2 separate regions of the Gossypium hirsutum genome follow, and region 1 is linked to region 2. Evidence: chromatin contacts called from public Hi-C data. All regions are on one chromosome and are shown on one strand. Each heading gives the region's core, a stretch centred on a gene start, on an enhancer-like site or on the middle of the called end of the contact. The rest is flanking DNA. Distances are from core to core; before and after follow the strand shown. Region 1 holds the start of LOC107924665 (TOM1-like protein 1). Region 2 holds the start of LOC107919849 (protein EXPORTIN 1A).

Region 1 (5,506 bases), core at 1,495-3,994, 250 kb after region 2:
CTAATGTGAATAAAATGAAAAAAACCAAAAACACACTTCATCTTAGAAGGCTAGATTTGCATATGGTAGCAGCACCTTCAAAATTTAAAAGGTTTAGACGAGCTGCACCAGTAACTTAGAGATTCAGAACAATATAGATAATGCTTCTACCACAATAACAACTAAATAACCATTTGGGGCATCATGTTGATGTTACAAGTCTAACACCGAATAAAATTCCAGGATATTATGAAATTGCTATCTGTCTGTTTCTATTGACAAAGATCTTAAAAAATAAGTCCGAGTTAAATCACAATCAGTAGTTTGCAAAAAGGTTGAATAAGTTTAACTCAATGATGACAAGCATCAAGTCTCAGAGTATAATCCTTCAAGTGCTATGAAGATTATAAACGGATAATATAGAGTATCTAAAAGCCCTAGAAAGAAAGTATTCTTCCTCAAAAATGGAACAGAAATCAATTTTTTGACAAACAATATGATCTTTAGTGCATGTAACAGAATACTAAATATTGTTTAAGGTATTGATAGACAAAACAGATTAAAGATTCATTCTGCTAAGGCTCAGATTTTTAAGGCCTCTTCCTTGGCAGCATAGAAGAAAGCTTACTTTATGGGTAATCTTATACGAACTTAGAAACTAAGAAGTGATGAAAAAAAAAAAAAGACAATAATACCTTGAGAGCATCTCGTTGAGGTGATGAGGATAGCACAATTGAAAGAAGCTCAATGCTGTTTCTTGCCACATCAAATGCTTCCTTAGTTTGTTCAGCTGTAAAGCTTTGGACAGGAATATCGTGCTGAAGCTGCATGTCATGTTGAAACTGATGTGCAAGACTAACATCCACTTCTGGTGCAGAAATTGAACGACTAGGGGTAAAAATAGGTGCCAAACTCTCATTATCACGACCCGGAAAGCAAATACCCTTTGATTTTAATCTCTACACGAGAAAAGGATCATTCAAGAAAAAACTCAACATCAATCTACAAGCCAAAAGATAGGTGTTTTTCTTTTGTAGAAATATTTCCATTGCTTACTTGGCATGCATATTAAATCTCACAGCAATGCAAAGCACAAAAGATAGGTGTTGAAGAGACCCTACCCAAAAAGGTTCTAGTCAAGAATTCAAGTAATGGAGAAAGCTATTCAAGGACTTTCTAAATTGATTTTATGAGCTCTTTTTCATAGAAAAATTCTGGTTCCATGGTATAATGAAGATTTGTAGGCTAAATTAACAACAAATCTAAGCTGTAACAGCAGCCAAAGAAAATTTTTCAAAAACTGTTATTGCCAAAGTTACATGATTTCAATCAGAAAAACAACACAGGAAACCGCAGAAAAACTTGATGCCGTTACCTTGTAAGTTTCCTCGTAAATAGGCAAATAGCGGAGCTCACTGGTTGACTCTTCCCACGCTTCAATAAGCATCAAAGCTTTGTTCCGATTATTAACAACAGTCTGAGGGTCATCAATTAGATTAACCATCTCATCAAGAACCCTCTCCGCTGCCACCTCCGAAAATGCCTTGTCACAGTTCTTGACACAAGTTTCCAGCAACACCAATGACAAGTATTGAACCCTAGGGCTCTTCAACATTAACCTCCGCTTTATGCCACGGATTAAATCTACACTATTAACTCTTTCATGGTTTATCATGTCACAAATATCAAGATTCATGGCCCAATCAGGCTCATCGAGGGCCTCAGAGGTGGCATCCTCGACAAGTTGATCAGCTGGGTTAGGGCCTTGGAAGAGCTCCTTTATCTTGAAGCTCATTGAACTCATGCCAGCACTCACCTTTCTACCCACCTCAGCTCCTTCAACTTTGAGGCGTTCACCAAAGGCACTAACTTTATCCATCAAATTTTTGTCCATTTTCACCAAGCCTTCAAAAAAGCAACACGACGATATGTTCAACCAATCTCAAACAAGAAATAAATGGCTAAACTAATCAATCAAATTTCTTCAATGGAAAAAGAAGAAAACAAACATATCGATGATTTGCTCGTCATTGTTAATTAGAAGAATAAAAAATATCTGGTTTAGCTTCTTTCACCCTCTTCCCAATTGTATACCCAGAAAAGCAAATCTAAAACTTTACCCGAACAATTTTCAATAGCATCAAACTTCTTCAAACCCAAAATCCTTAAATTCCAAAGCTCCACATATAACCCACATTACCAACATATTAACTTCAAATTTCCAAAAATGAACAATTCGCTGATTAAACAAAATAAACCAACATATACCTAATGATAAAGCAAACAACTCGATTAATTAAAAGTAAATATAAATTTTCCTCCTAATTTAGTAGCAGTTAAAACTTAATATACGAAAATAGATGCATAAGAAGTTTTTTTTTTTTTTTAAATCCTTTAAACACCCCAAAGCTTCAAATTCAAAATCCAAAAATAAAACATAGGAAAAGTACAATTCTTGGTGACCCAAAATTGATGCGATTAAGTAAATGACAGAAAAATTTTAGCTTTCATACTCAGTTGAGATATCAAATGAAAGAAGACGGCGAGGCGTAACGACTGGGTAATGTTGAGTTTTCTAACATTCCTTGGAGTTTCAGTCTTTGGCCAGATTTTTGGGTTTTGTGGAATAAAAATAAATATTGCGTATATAACAAGGTTGTTGCCATTGGGTCGAAAAGCGACACCATACCATATTTTTGCTACCACAATTTTCACAAAAAAGTTTGCAGTGAATAGAAAGAGATATAACATCAGCTGCTTCTCCTTGCTCTAACATTATGAGGGGAGTTTGCCAACTTGAATATTAGTTGGCATCTTCTAGTACCTCTAACCTACAATTTTGCATTCATATTAAGAAGACTCAACTGTTAGTCGTAAAGTCTCAAACCAATTTTTTAGCTTTCCATATACCCTAAAGTGTGCAAGTAAAGTTTGTTTGGAACTCTCTTGCTTTAGCCATCAAAATATCTATTCTTTCAATGGATCAAGACTGAACATTTGAATCCTTAAAGACATGGTATTTCCATCGTATGAAGAGGTGTTCCAATGATTCATCACAATCATTGCAAAGTGGATAGAAACTCGATCCCTTCTGAAGCTCATCCCTCATAAAGAGGAAATTATGTCATATCTTTTACAAAATTATAATGAGCTTCAAAGGTAACTTAAGCTGCTATATAACCTTCCACTTCTTATCAAGCTAGTTCTGGGTATTCTTGTCATAGAATTTATGATCGCATAGTGCATAATATGTCGACTTAACCATTTTATCCTCTCCACCAAAGGAGGAGAAGTAAGTATTTCTAATGGATCTTTCATCTCATGTCTCCTAAAAAGTTTTTGAAGAGAATTTTGTGTGATTGTCAAATAAGATGCCCATGTGATTGTGGCATTATGTATTGTTCCCAGCTCGAGCCTCCCCGTATCTAAATGTCTTTTCCTAAATTACAGACATCCTTCCTTGCCAAACTCTGGAATCAAAAGGTGTTGTTTTTATAGTCGTAAGATCTTGATTCTTGCAACACTTTGCCTTTAAAGTCTTAGTTGTAGTGTTCATATTCGTTTTAGCGATAGAACTTCATTCATCAACTTTGTATGCTCAATATCCAATCCACCCTCTCGTACAGGTCTACACAATTTCTCCCATCTAGGTAGGTGAAGTTTCTTTTCACCAACCTCATGTCCCCACCAAAAGAGAACATGTAGAGGGGTAAGGCTGCAAGCGCTGACTTGATAAGTGTGAGTCTTCCTCCTTGCGACAGACATTCAGCCTTCTAGAGTGCCAGGTTATCAAAGATGACTTGGAAGAAAACTATCATTTTTAAAAAAATAACTCAAAAAATTTAATTAATTACATAAATGACCTATTTTATTAATTAAACACATAAATAATTTAAAATCTATAGTAAAAGTTGGTGGAACCAAAAAGTTTGGCACCACCAACATATTATATCAGCAAACAGGATAAAAAATTAATTTTTTAGTGGAGCCATATAACATGTCACTATCTATATAAATATTAAAAAAATACTATCATTTCCAAAAAAGAAGACTTTAAAAATAATTTTTTATTTTCTAGTAAAGTCAAATAAATTGGCGCTACCAAATTTCGATTTCTCACACCTTATACTCTATTCTTTCTTTCTTTCTTTTTTTTACATTTTTTTAAGTTTTGTCCTTTATTACTTTGATCTATTATTTCTTTCTCTTTTTTTTACTTTTTTAATTTTTTTTAACTTTTTTATTTGTCCTTATTTATTTATTTTATTATTATTGATTTTTTATTATTTGTTCTATTAATTTTTTTAACTTTTTTAACTTTTTAAATTTTTTTAACTTTTTTTATTTTTCCTTATTTATTTATTTATTTTATTATTATTAATTTTAAAAAATTTGAAATGTATATTTGGAATGTTTTATAATATATTTTTTAAATATTAAATATATTTTTTAATAATATAAAACATTTAAATATTTTAATGATTGACCTTTCAAATTTATTATTAGTTTTATAATACTTTAAATTTTAAATATTTTTTAATTTGTTATATAATATTTTAAATATTTTTATTTTTTTAAATATATTATTTTTAAAGATGACTTTCCTTTGTAAAATACATTAATGAAACTTTTTAATATCGTACAGTTGTTATTAATTCTCAGATTTATAACAAGCCATATAGAATGGTCAGTTCTGTTTTATTTTAATAACACATGAACGATGTTAACATTAATATTTAAGGCAAACTCGTAGATTATATAATCAATGAAAGTTAGTAAAATTGTAAAGTTGTTTTTAATACTCGATTTTATAACAAGCAAACACTCGGAATAAGAAAGTCCAAAATTCGCCCTCAATGTTTGCACATTTTTGCATATAATTCCTTATACAATTTACCTTCGTAACTCAGAGGACGTATGAGTATATATGTTAATACATACTTCATCCAGCTAAATTATGAATTTGATTTACTATTATAATTACGTTCTTCAACCGGGAGAAGGATGACTATCCTTTGTAATATACGTCAATGAAACTTTTTAATATCGTACAGTTGTTATTAATACTCGATTTATAACAAGCCATATGGAATGTTCATCCTCACACTAATATATATAGATAAACTAAAATATATAAATACAGGATCAAAGTAATGCAGTGCCTGTTTATTTATTTCTCTCATTTTTACAATGCAAATTGATTTTTCTAGCTAAATAATTTTTCTAGACAAAAGCTGCAACTGAAATTTGAAATTAATTATCAAATAATATGGGCAATTTCATGCTAGAAAAATCAAAATCTTTTGTCTCGTAGTTAACAATTATTTTCACTCAATTAGCATTGTAAAAAAGAGAGAAAGAACTTTATAAATAATACAATTTTCAATCAAATACATAATTTAGCCGGATGAAGTATATATTAATAGATATACTTAAAATTTGGTTGGCACTCATATATTTAAAAATAATATATTTTAAAAAAATTAAAAAATTTTAAAATTTAAAATATTATAAAATTAATAATAAA
Region 2 (5,673 bases), core at 1,804-4,303:
CAACAAAATCTAATGATGCCATTAATTTCCCCTCATGTTAGATTAAAGAAACAATACTTGTGAAACCACTAATGAAAAAATACTTTTTGCCTTTTTGGTGCTATAACTTGTAAAGATTATCCAGTGTAGTCAAGGTGTGCACCTTACACCTTAGCATTATTCAACAAAAATGCCTCAAACCCTTCCAGGTGAGGCCCATTTGATCAGGCACACACCTGGTGCGCCGAGGTGCCCTTTTGTAAAACAATATTCATAAAAAAAAAAGCCCACCTGATTGAATTTCTCTGTAATTTCTTTTATTTTTCACTTGCTTCATTTGATATACCATTACAAGTAAGAAAGGGGTAATATCGAACTCTATAGTTCTCAATATTTAAGCATTCAACAACAAAAGTTTACCATAAGGAAATCGTGCATGTTGGCCAATAAAAAATTGCATGTTTTGTAGACCACAGTTTAGAGTTTACCATATATCTCTAGCTTTATATATTATATACACAGACTTGCAAAAACTTATACATATACATTATGCTTTACTTCACTCAGGCTAGTGCTTCTAGTGCCTAGAGTGCGCTTTGCGCCTTTGACAACACTGAGGTTGTCATTGCTAAAAAGGGGTGCAATAAAAAATTGGTAAAGTTAAAGCTCCAGCTGCAAGTTGCGTAACTGTTACTCAATGAACTCTAAAGCAAGCCTGTCCCTTGTAAATGAAGTAACTTTTCTTGAAGCAGATAAATCATACCTGAACCAATATGATATTCAGCTTGTTGACATACAGCCTTTCTGCTCGAAAGGATGCCTCATTGCTTGACAACTAGCACATGAAAAGTACATGCAGAAATGAATACCCAAAGGAAAGAATATGGACTAAAATATACAAACCTTTGAGAGGAATAACTCCTTTACCTGTACAATGACTTCAGAAATGTAATTTTTCATTCCATCTCGCTGCTCAACAGGCAAGGCATTCCATCTATACTTGATGACACCTTCAAGAACCTATAGACATGCATGAAATAAAGGTCCCAGAATCATCAGATTGAACTGAGGGTCAGTTCTACTTACATTATTTTACAGCATTCATGTTTATTGCTAGGAAAGGTTCACCCAAAGTAACAATCATCTAGGCAGCTATAAGGTCAAGATTAAATCATGGTTACAAGAACCATACACAACAGAGGAATGTGAACTAGGACTCTCTTGAGCAACTTTTCCTTGCCAACAATTAAAGATTACAAAGCAAATAGTTATTTCCATTTACCTGCAAGGCAAAAAACTTGGTATTAAGGCTCTTTGTCTGCTGCAAGATGTGCACAACTTGAAGCCACATATCTGGATTATTTTGCAGATCTCGCAAGATCTGATCAGCATGTGCTCTCTGTAAATTGATGTACAATTAAGAGGGAAAAATTCAATAAGAAGTGAAGATGAGACAGGCCAAATATAATTATTGCCTTATGAGGCATGTCGTATATGAAAAAGCACAAGATACATTAAGTGCCAGAAATAAAATAACACCATCTGACAAAGTATTCACTTTAATCAGTAGAGCAACCAAATAAAATAAATATGTTTGATCAACAAGGTGAAGCTAGGACTACTTCTGAAATGTAAACTAGCTGAAGACTGAAGGGTTTTTTTCCGAGGTAGATAGACCTGGGATTGTTAATTACCTAAGGGAAACACTGATATTTAAATGTAATTTGCTACAAAGAAAACAGGGTACAAAAATTATACAAAAGTATATATAACTACTGATCTCCTGCTATGTTGACTTCAAAAAGGCCTAATTAAGGCAATAAAAATGTGAAGGACACTTCTTTTCTTTTTACTACTATCATAATCATTCTATTTGAATGGAAGAAATATAAAATATCAAACCAAAAGGGATAAAACTTAAATGCAAAGGCCAATCTTAAACCTGGAAATTACATTAGCTAAAAAACTTAAACCTTCCTTCATTCCATAATAGCTGAGAAGAAGTCTTAAAAGTTATCTTAAAAAATGAATTAATGGGCAAAATTGAACTATAAACGTTTACATCATATGGCACTTCCCAAAAAGGCAAAGGACGGTGCACTAAAAGCCATAATTAGACCTAACCTCCACCCTCCCGAACCACCACCGCATTTTCGCACATTTATCCGCAAAATCAGAAAGAAATATAAAGTTCTAATTTAAAAAATAAATGCATTCAAGTAAAACCTCACTCACATAAAACCCTAGAAATTCAAAATAATATTTCACCCAGGTCGCCCCCTAACATTTCCCCAGGACATATCTCCGTTTTGAAGTAAATGCCCAATCATGCTAAACCCCAGGAAAATAAAATCCCCCACACTCTCCCTTTTACTTTCTCCGAAACCAACAGAAAATCACTTTTAACTAAAACCACATTTACCCGTTTCCCAGTCAAAGAGTCAATAAACGGAAACATAAAAATGTAAAAACAAAAAAAGCAAAGGAAAGAAATAATCAAACCTCTTGTTTAGATCCGGTGCCGTAAAAGGCAGCAACGGTGGCGTCAAGCAAGGAAACATCAATCGGCTGACTCAAATCCCTAAGCCTCTCAGCCGCCATATCTAAAAAAGTTCACCTCTCTTATCACACACTTCCCCCCAAAATAAAATCCAACACTATTATCTCTTCACTAGAATGTTGGTGAACGAAAACCCTAGATACTGTACCAGCCAAACCCTAAAAAGAGAAGTATGAAAAAGACAAAAAAAAAAAAGGAAAATAGAGGATCTTCTAGAAAGATGGAAGGGGAGGGGAGGGTTTTTGAAAAATAAAATTAGAGAAAGAGAAATTTTGTATATAAATATGAGAGAGAGTGATTTTTTTTTTTAAGAAGAAAAAATAGATAGCTTAAAATTGAAGCAGAACGTAAACAAAGAGGGAGCGAGGCGGACGGAGCTTGGAAGAGAGTTTGAAATCTTTTATTATTTTTGTATTTTCGCTTTTTACCCTTTTTTATTTAATTTTCTTATTTTAGTTTCTAGGAAAAGAGATTTTGGGACCCTAAAGTTTAGAAAAGCGATAGTGAAGTGAAGACCGATGAGAACGGCGTCGGATTTTTTTCTTTAGTTGGAAGTTTAATTTTGAGTAAAGATACACATCAACATAATATTTATAATAAATTATAAATATATATTATACTTTTATTTACACCAATTTTTAAAATAAATTATATATTTTATTTTTATTTAGAATTAATAAAATAAATTTATAATAATGAAATTTTAATTTAAGGCATTATTATTTTCAAATATTTAACTTTATTATTTCAAATAAATTTTCATTTTATTTTTACATATTTTATTTATAAATATTTTTACATAGAATTTTTTTCACTCACGAGTGTGCAGTAATTTAATATAATTTATTTTGAAATGATTTTATTAATTATAATTTTATGAAAAAAGCATTTCAAAATTATCAAAGATTGATATTGCACAGTACAAAAGAAGCAAGACAATATATATATAGAAAACATAACAAACCCAAACAATCATGACCAACAAAACGAGACAAGACCAGACACAAAACAAAGGCCTAAAGAGATCCAAACCCAATGGCCCAAAACTCACAAGGCATTACCAAGTAGTCACACAAATCACCCTGCTACACTTGTAACCCACCATCATTATGGAAAATAAGGTGTATGGATCCCCACTAAAAAGTTTTTATCTAAATTGAGCTTACACTTCTTAAAAATGAAGGATAAAATGATACATCTTTAATCACCAACCTAAGGAAAGAGTTAACCCTTTCTCAAAGTCCAAAAAAAAAATGTTACTCACAAACAATGGTAGGTACAATCCCTTCCTTAGACTATAATTTCCACAGAGTGGAAAAGGATGATAATATTGTTCCCATCCAAAGGAGAGGTGAAAAGAGCTTAACCGTCTTACATCAATAGAGTAATACTAAAGACCATTTGATAAAAGGTTCAACCAAGGTTACATTTCCTTCATTCCTTAATAAAATAACACATTAGCTTAAATACATAAACGAGTCTAGAATTTCTTCCAAAGACACATTATTTTTGGGTAAACCAATATAAAGTAAACTTTCTCATTTCTAATTAGATTGAAAACACTTTTGAACACTTTCTTGTTTTTCTTTCTCTCCCATCTGGTTCCATCATTCACAACTTTGAATCGAGCTTTTTAATTGATTTGTAGAAATCTTCTAAAATGCTTGCATTTTCATCGTTCTTTGATTTTAGTGAACTAATCATTTTAGATTCTTTTGGAACTATGGGATATTTAAATAGCGTGGCCGCAAAATGCCAAACTCCAAGCCTCATATCCTCAATGTTGCTATCCAAATTGATCAAAGCTTTGGCATCCATGAACTCATCATCAATAATTATGGCTTAGATAAATGTCCTCCCATGCTCTTTTAGACAATTTTCTTGGTCATTTCTTTTGTATCCCAAGATGCAAACATCAATATCCATGTTAGGTTTAATTAATTCATCTTCACTTTTTAACATCTCCTTTCTTACATTGTTAAACCAGGTTAAACTTATATGAGATTCTCTACCATTAGTAGTTACGCCACTTACCTCCTCAACCTATTCTATTAAATTTGAAGGAACATTCATCTTAGTGTTTGTGCACTTTACAAGTTTACCAACTTATTTTCTAAGTGCATGTGCACAACTCACCCAACTTTTTCTATCAATTTACTGTATGTCGAGGTTAAGGATTCGATCACAAGTGCCTTGCTTGTTCATTGGAGTTGCCCCCATCTAATCACTATATATTCTTTTTTTAGTTACCCTTTTATATAAGCCCAATAACTCTTAAAACTATGACCTAACCTTCCACATGTATAATAAAAGTCTAGCAACAATTTATATTTAAAAGAAAAATAAAATAAGCACTTTACCTAGGAATCGAAGTTTGAAACCTCTAGGTAAAGGATCCTCCACTTTTATAACACCCTTTAGACTCAAAACTTCATTCTAACAAAAATCGTCATTGCTTTCACTTGCTTTAAAGTCACTTGCTGTAGTATTAAAGAAAGTTTTTCCAATATGCATTAGATTTTCTCTAGTTCATTGTAGGATTGGGACATTATTTATTGGCAACTATAATTCTAACGTAGCAAGGCCAACATATTTGAAGCCTCATTTGGTTGTTCATTCCTTTAAGATGAGAGGATAATCCATAATTGACCATAGCATTTCCCTTAGCACGTTCTTTTTATATTTTTCACTTTGGACCATGTGGAGTGTGTCTCGCATTTTGAGTCAACGTCGTGACGAGGAAGAGCCGACGTCTAGACGAAAAAACTAGCATCCTGATGACGCGATGTGTGACGTCTCAATGAGCCAATAAACGATGTCACAATGTGGTGACATATTCCTTACTAAATCGGGTTTCTTCTCCTAGTTAAATTCTGTTATCTTTTCCCAAACTAACTCTAATTGTTCTAGTGATATTTTTGTAACAACCCCAAAATCAGTGGTGTTAGAAAATGCAGTTCCAGGACCCCATTTTCGTAAACTGAGGTATATTATAGGTGAATAGAATTTTGAATAGGTGATTTTGCCTAATTAGTAATTAATTATGGCATACAGACTAAATTGTAAAAGTAGTAAAAGTTCAATTTGCCAAAGAAGTGGTTTTTAAAAATAAAGGATAATGATCAAGTTAGCAA

The links. A called contact is a pair of places that touch in the nucleus more often than the background predicts.
Region 1: a contact with region 2 is called in a Hi-C map of leaf, with 1.6 times the contacts expected there. The contact joins the promoter of LOC107924665 here to the promoter of LOC107919849 in region 2. A contact is called at or near these places in 2 of 34 Hi-C or Micro-C datasets (leaf and seedling).

Annotation. Positions count from the first base shown.
Region 1 is chrA02:102,316,749-102,322,254 of Gossypium_hirsutum_v2.1, forward strand. It overlaps LOC107924665 (TOM1-like protein 1), which reads right to left and starts at 2,745. Exons shown (of 4, transcript XM_016855211.2): 1 at 2,493-2,745; 2 at 1,355-1,884; 3 at 675-938. The coding sequence starts at 2,730.
Region 2 is chrA02:102,070,370-102,076,042 of Gossypium_hirsutum_v2.1, forward strand. It overlaps LOC107919849 (protein EXPORTIN 1A), which reads right to left and starts at 3,054. Exons shown (of 32, transcript XM_041082389.1): 1 at 2,482-3,054; 2 at 1,262-1,378; 3 at 907-999; 4 at 743-814. The coding sequence starts at 2,580.